Regions from separate parts of the Zea mays genome. Here region 2 is linked to region 1. The links are chromatin contacts, called in public Hi-C maps. All regions are on one chromosome and are shown on one strand. The core of a region is the stretch at or near the end of the contact, and the rest is flanking DNA. Distances in the headings are between cores, read along the strand shown.

Region 1 (2,898 bases), core at 273-2,772:
TTACATGCCAATCTAGTAGCCAAATGTACCAGATGTTATGAGATGACAGAACAAAACTGTGGTTTCAAATCTTCGAAATAAATTTCTGATTAAAACCATGGAAAACTAAGACATGATATTATAGTACACCAAATGTAAGTCTTGGTACCAAGTACCAACAATAGTTAGATCATGACACAATTCAAATAAATATTGAGATTTATGCCAAGCAATAATACTTTTAAGATCAACATATCAAGTGGAGATAAACTTCTCATTACAACCACGGAAAAACTAAGACTGACATTCTTTTCCTCAGCTCAGAGAAGCTAGGACAAAATCAAGGTTAAGGTTGTAGTAAATGAGACAATATGTCGATCCAGTGAAAACACCCTAGTTTAGCAGACCTTAAAAAACGATTCAGAGTGACCTACCATTATTACCAAGTCCAGGAAGGTTATGACTGCTACCAGTTCCAGAGGCCAAGTTAGATGTATTGACTGAAGTAACACCACTGAGATCTGCTGGTTCAACCTCGATGGTGGTTGTGCTCCAAAATGGCTCTCCAATGGTAATTTGGTCCTGGGTGATCAAGTTTCTGGACAGTTCACCCAGTTGCTTTACAGTCTTATCGCAGCAACCAAAACAGCCTCTGCTCTGTTCGGAAGGAGTTTGATCATGTAGACAATTAGCATAAGTAGATAAAAAAAACAAGTAAAGGTACCCGAATATGAAACTGAAACAGATGGCAGACATGCCACAATCTAGAGGCAGACAAGGTCACCTCCGACTTTCGGCAGTGGGTGAAACACCCAGAGCACGGCGACATCCTAACATCTATTCCCACATAAAGTAGGCACACCTAGGCTGAAGGCTGCAAAACTGCAGACATCTGATCAGTAGTCGCTAAATCTGGTAACGCCACTACCTTGCGCGCGCTTCGTCTTGAAAAACGATGTGAATTGAGTTCCAGCATCTAATAAGTCGAACTCGTATACAGATGCCCGGAACGCCCTGCCGCTCGCAACGGCGCGATTCCATATTTCCATCTATGTCGCACTCTACTCTACAGCGTATATGTCAATCTCCCAGAATCCACAACCGCGCACCCGGCATAAGCAGCTGGCTTCACCCGCGGTCGCGGCAGTTCAACCCCTCCTACGGTTGGTTCTGTCACAGGCGGCGCAGGTCGCACTCGATTGACCAGATGTGGGAAGCTAGCGAGGGAGGAAGAGGGGAGAGGAACATGAGCGAAGCGGACCCACCCGGAGCAGAGGAAGAGGCAGGCGGAGGAGAGGAGCCGCGGGATGGCGCCCCAGTCCCAGCCCTCGCCCAGGTCGACGTCCCCGTCACCGACCCTCGACGCCGATCCGCCGCCGGCGCCACGGTCGCGCGTGGTCGTCATGCCGCACACAACCTACCCCACTCGGTCACTCGCCGGATTGATTGACTCGGTCGGTGCAGTTGGTTCCGTTGTTCGGGACGCGCCTTGCCTCGCCTCGCCTGGGTGCGGCGGCCAGCGGGGGTGGGTAGGCACCGACCCGATCGGACTGGGGCCCGAGAGCGAGAGCGAGCGGGTCGCGTCGTGATCTTTTCTTTTGGTGGGCCTGCAGTGGGGGCCTGGGGGGATAAGGTAGAGTAAAGGAGAGGAGCGGAGAGAATCGGAAAATCTGCGGTCATCTTCTCACAGCGCGTCGTGACGTGGCCTGGCTCTTGGACGTCCACCACGGTCTCTCGCGGACGCTTCATGTGGTGGGCTCAGGCTGTCTCTATTCTTGTTAGTTGTGTGCGCGTTAGTTACCTCTAGTTTCATCTTAATCCCCTCCTACCCCTTTATAATCAAATAAAAAGTTCTTAAAGCTAATTTGAAAACATAAATCCGCTCTAATATTTCCATTGATTGATGAGTGCGAAAATAAGCTAATTTTCTACTCAATATCCAAGAACCTCGAAGATGATTTAAGTTTCCAAACTAATCTTTAGGTAAAGGTGAAACAAAAGAAAAAATATAGGAAAGAGGAGGACTTAATGATTATTCGTTCGTCGGAACCAGAAGTTAAAATTGCTGTGGATAGGGATCCTATAAAAACATCTTTTGAGGAATAGGCCAGACCCGGACATTTCTCAAGAACAATAGCTAAGGGCCCCGATACTACCACTTGGATCTGGAATCCAAAAGCTAAAGAGAAGGTCAGATCCAAGGACATGGATTTGTAGAACGGCTTCCAATAACCGATCATCTAGATGAGATTAGACCTGAGTGAGCAGACTTCTCTGTATATGAGTCGCCTTCCGAGATGGTATTGCCTTGACTCATTCCTTGAATTGACAAGAGAAGTATTTCTAGCCTCTAGTGGCACATGTTCCTTCCTCACGGATATGAGAGACGGTAAGTGCAACTCGAAAGTGTGCTAGCTGTTGTGCTAATTCTTGCTGAGTAGCTGGTTGAAGCCCAGAAGTGGAGGCGAGCCCAGTTCAATCGTGAAGTTCCTCCTTTCGTGGCTTGTCGGCATCATAAGTAAATGAGAGATGATTTCCGAGTGACTGGTGGAAAGGGAAGAACCCCTTTGGTTTGTAAGAAAGCTCTATAGGAAAAACATAGGAGACTCACCCTTTTGTGGCTAGTTTGACAATTTAAATTTCCTCCGATATTCTTAGGATTGAATGGAAAATTAGTTTATATTTCTCTCAATCCACGAGAATCCTAGAGGGATTTAAGTTTCCAAACCAATCCTTGGAGCGAAGGTGAACAGAGAAAAAATATAGTAACGTCGTTTGGTTTGTAGAAAAAGGTCCCTAGGAAAAACATAGGGAAAGTTCATACTTGGCTACACCCTTAGTTCTAAAATGTTTTAGTTTTGGATACAAGAATTTTAAATAAGTACAACGTATGGTGTACATAAAATAAGAAAGAGAAAA
Region 2 (2,898 bases), core at 103-2,602, 520 kb after region 1:
TTTGCAATTTATGAGCGTATCCAAAGTTTGGTAACTAGAAGTAAAATAATGTATATCATTATGATTTACGAAAGAACGTTGAGGATGCTCTTAACATAAAATATGTACCTCGACATTACATCAGATATACACAAATCAAGTTGGCGATATTTGTAAAATTCCAAATCAATTGAGGGATTCTGAATCTCTTCGTGTCTGTCACATTTAAATTGTAAAAAGGAAAAATTATGTATAAGTGGGATTCAAACTATAATTATTAGTTCTAAACCCATATTCATACCTATCTAGCCAACATGACACACGCGTATTCTCAAGTATAAATAGAAACCGTAGCAATGCATGGTATATAACTAGTATATATGCATATAGTAGTGAGACTATTAATATATAGTCCAATAATTCGGTAGCGAAGTATTGAAAGGTGAGCAACTAAAATGTATCCACAGCTCAGTTGTGTTTAAACACTTAGGCCATGTTTTCCTTCTAGGATTATATAATCTAGCTTATAGATTATACACGAACCTAATGACCTTCTTAGACAGTGTTCAACAATTCACCCATATGGTTATCTAAAACATTGTTTTTGTACTGTAGACTGCAATATTCGTAGGGTGTAGTTTCAATATAGGTACAGGGATGAATAAGCTGTTGGAGATAGCCTTGTGGATTATCATAATCTAGGTATCTAGATTATATAATTCACCTAATAATTTGTGTTGTTTGTTTATCTATTGATTTATTTAAACTGAATTAATTGTGTTGTTTGTTTGTCTCTTAACTTATTTAAACTGAATTAAGGTAAACAAACGGTCCTCAGGCAGTGCTTTGGTTATGGAGCCAGTTGAGATAGAGCCGCTCCATCCCAGAGAACAATTCGGTTTGGGAGATTAGGGGTATGGTTCAATATTTTAACATAATTTTTCTTTTTAGAGCCACTTTGTCCTATATAAAATCACTTCAAACAACTATAAAATAGGAGTGGAGCAGTTCCATCCTATCATACCCCGGAACCAAACACTACCTTAGAACTAATTTAGGAAAGAGAAAACCCGAATGAGATTGAAGGGTCTAAAATCCTTTTTTATCTAATTTTTTAATAAGAAAAAGGTTTTAGCCTCTCTTACACCTCTAGTTTTGTGGCTCCTAAAACAGTCATTAGTGGTCGGATTATTTCTCATCACCGAGTTGGGCCGTCCGCGGATTCTCTTCCACAAGCAAACTGGCCATCTCCGGATTCAACAAATTGGGCTTCTGTACCACATCCCCTCTAAAGAGTAGAGATGAAAGGCTACACTGGGCCGTGCCATGCTAAGCCCGCTACAGAGTAGAATGACAGGCCCGATTAGCCTCCTCCGTTGCAGCTGCAGGTTCTCGCCGACTCCCCTTCTCCTTCGACCTCCGCCGCTCGCCGCCGTTTCCCGTCCGCGGCGGCGCCTCCTCCCCTCCCACTCTTCCTCGTTGTCGATCTCGTCTCGGTTAGTTTCCTCCTAGTCCCGCACCTCTTTGGTGCACTGCACCCGTGTCTCCTCCTCGCAGCTGACCACGACACGACCTCCTCCTCAACTTGTATCGTCGAGTCGTCTGGCGGCGGGATAATCCGCGCCATCACCAGTGTGTGGGGGTGGGGGTTCCTTATCGATGGACGTGAACAAAATTATCTGTCAATAACTCTCCCACACTTAAAAAGAGAAGAACTCTTCTGAGTTTAGACTGACCAGACATTCTCTAGGGTTTGGGGCTAGCTGCCTGCACAATTTGTTCTGTTCTTACCTCCGTGCAGCGCGAGTTTTGTTATTTCTGAATGGGGTTTATTGGTTGAATTTTCAGTTCGATTGCTGGATCACTTGCTTAATCGCGGTGTTTGTTGCTGTATATTTCCGCTGCAGGGTACCATGGCAAGATCACTCTCCACCGCCCTCGTGAGGGGACTTATGAGATCGTCCCGTGCATCGACATCAGCTGTAAGGCTCTTGTACCCATTCCGCCATTCCGTGAAATTAACGGTTTTATGTCATTGTTGATTATCGCTAAATGCTAATGACATGATGAGATTGTTTGGCGGAGTTGTGCTGATCCTAATTTCGCACCTATTTCCTTCTGGCCCACTACAGTGCATCAGGGGTATGGAATTGGATTCACATGAGTTTTGCGCACTGTGTCAGGGTTTGGAATTGGATTCACATGATTTCTGTACAGTCATCTCTATTCTGAGATTCTAATGGGCAATTGAGCAACTGTATATCTGTAGTTTCTGGAACTGTAGCACACCTGATTCATGCAGTCAGTTTCCAGTGTCCAATAATATATTTAGATAAATGCATCCTATGTTCCCGTCTAATGAGAATACTGATGGTATGTGACCACAACCTTTTTTTTTGTTTGGCATTAGATGTAATCTGTTGTCACTATGCTAACTTCTAAGTTGCTTTTGGGCTAGTAAATATCATCCCTGGCAGCATCTTTCTAGTTTTCTACACCTGTATTTAAAAAAAATCGACCCATTCTATTTGCTTTGTTTGCTGCACATAACTTGTATCCGGTGCGACTTAGTATAAGTGTTAAGCTGCTTCAGTGCCCTAGCCTCTAGCTGATAAAAAATCACCCAACCACTTCATGTTCTATGTATGCTGCATATATAAATCATGAGGGAACTCTAGTATATGTGTTAAGCCACCTGTGCCCTAGCTGATAATGAATCATCAGGTAACTTGTAAGGAGTAAGTTTTTTCTATCTTGCCTGAATGTGAGTGTGACACATGGTGCATGAGTTTATCACTTTATCACTTTGCGCACTTTAAGATTGAGCATACTGTGGTGTATGCTGTATTTTTTTCTGTTTGTGTCTACCTCCTAATTTTTATCCTGTATCATGTATCTTTTTTTGCGCAGGCTGTGTCA

The links. A called contact is a pair of places that touch in the nucleus more often than the background predicts.
Region 2: a contact with region 1 is called in a Hi-C map of leaf mesophyll, with 2.5 times the contacts expected there. The contact joins the promoter of LOC100281974 here to the promoter of LOC100277194 in region 1. A contact is called at or near these places in 3 of 25 Hi-C or Micro-C datasets (bundle sheath, leaf mesophyll and tassel).

Annotation. Positions count from the first base shown.
Region 1 is chr8:17,929,145-17,932,042 of Zm-B73-REFERENCE-NAM-5.0, forward strand. LOC100277194 (DUF4050 family protein) reads right to left here and starts at 1,523. Exons shown (of 5, transcript NR_176298.1): 1 at 1,245-1,523; 2 at 414-636.
Region 2 is chr8:18,451,964-18,454,861 of Zm-B73-REFERENCE-NAM-5.0, forward strand. It overlaps LOC100281974, which reads left to right and starts at 1,353. Exons shown (of 7, transcript NM_001154891.1): 1 at 1,353-1,475; 2 at 1,887-1,961; 3 at 2,890-2,898. The coding sequence starts at 1,893.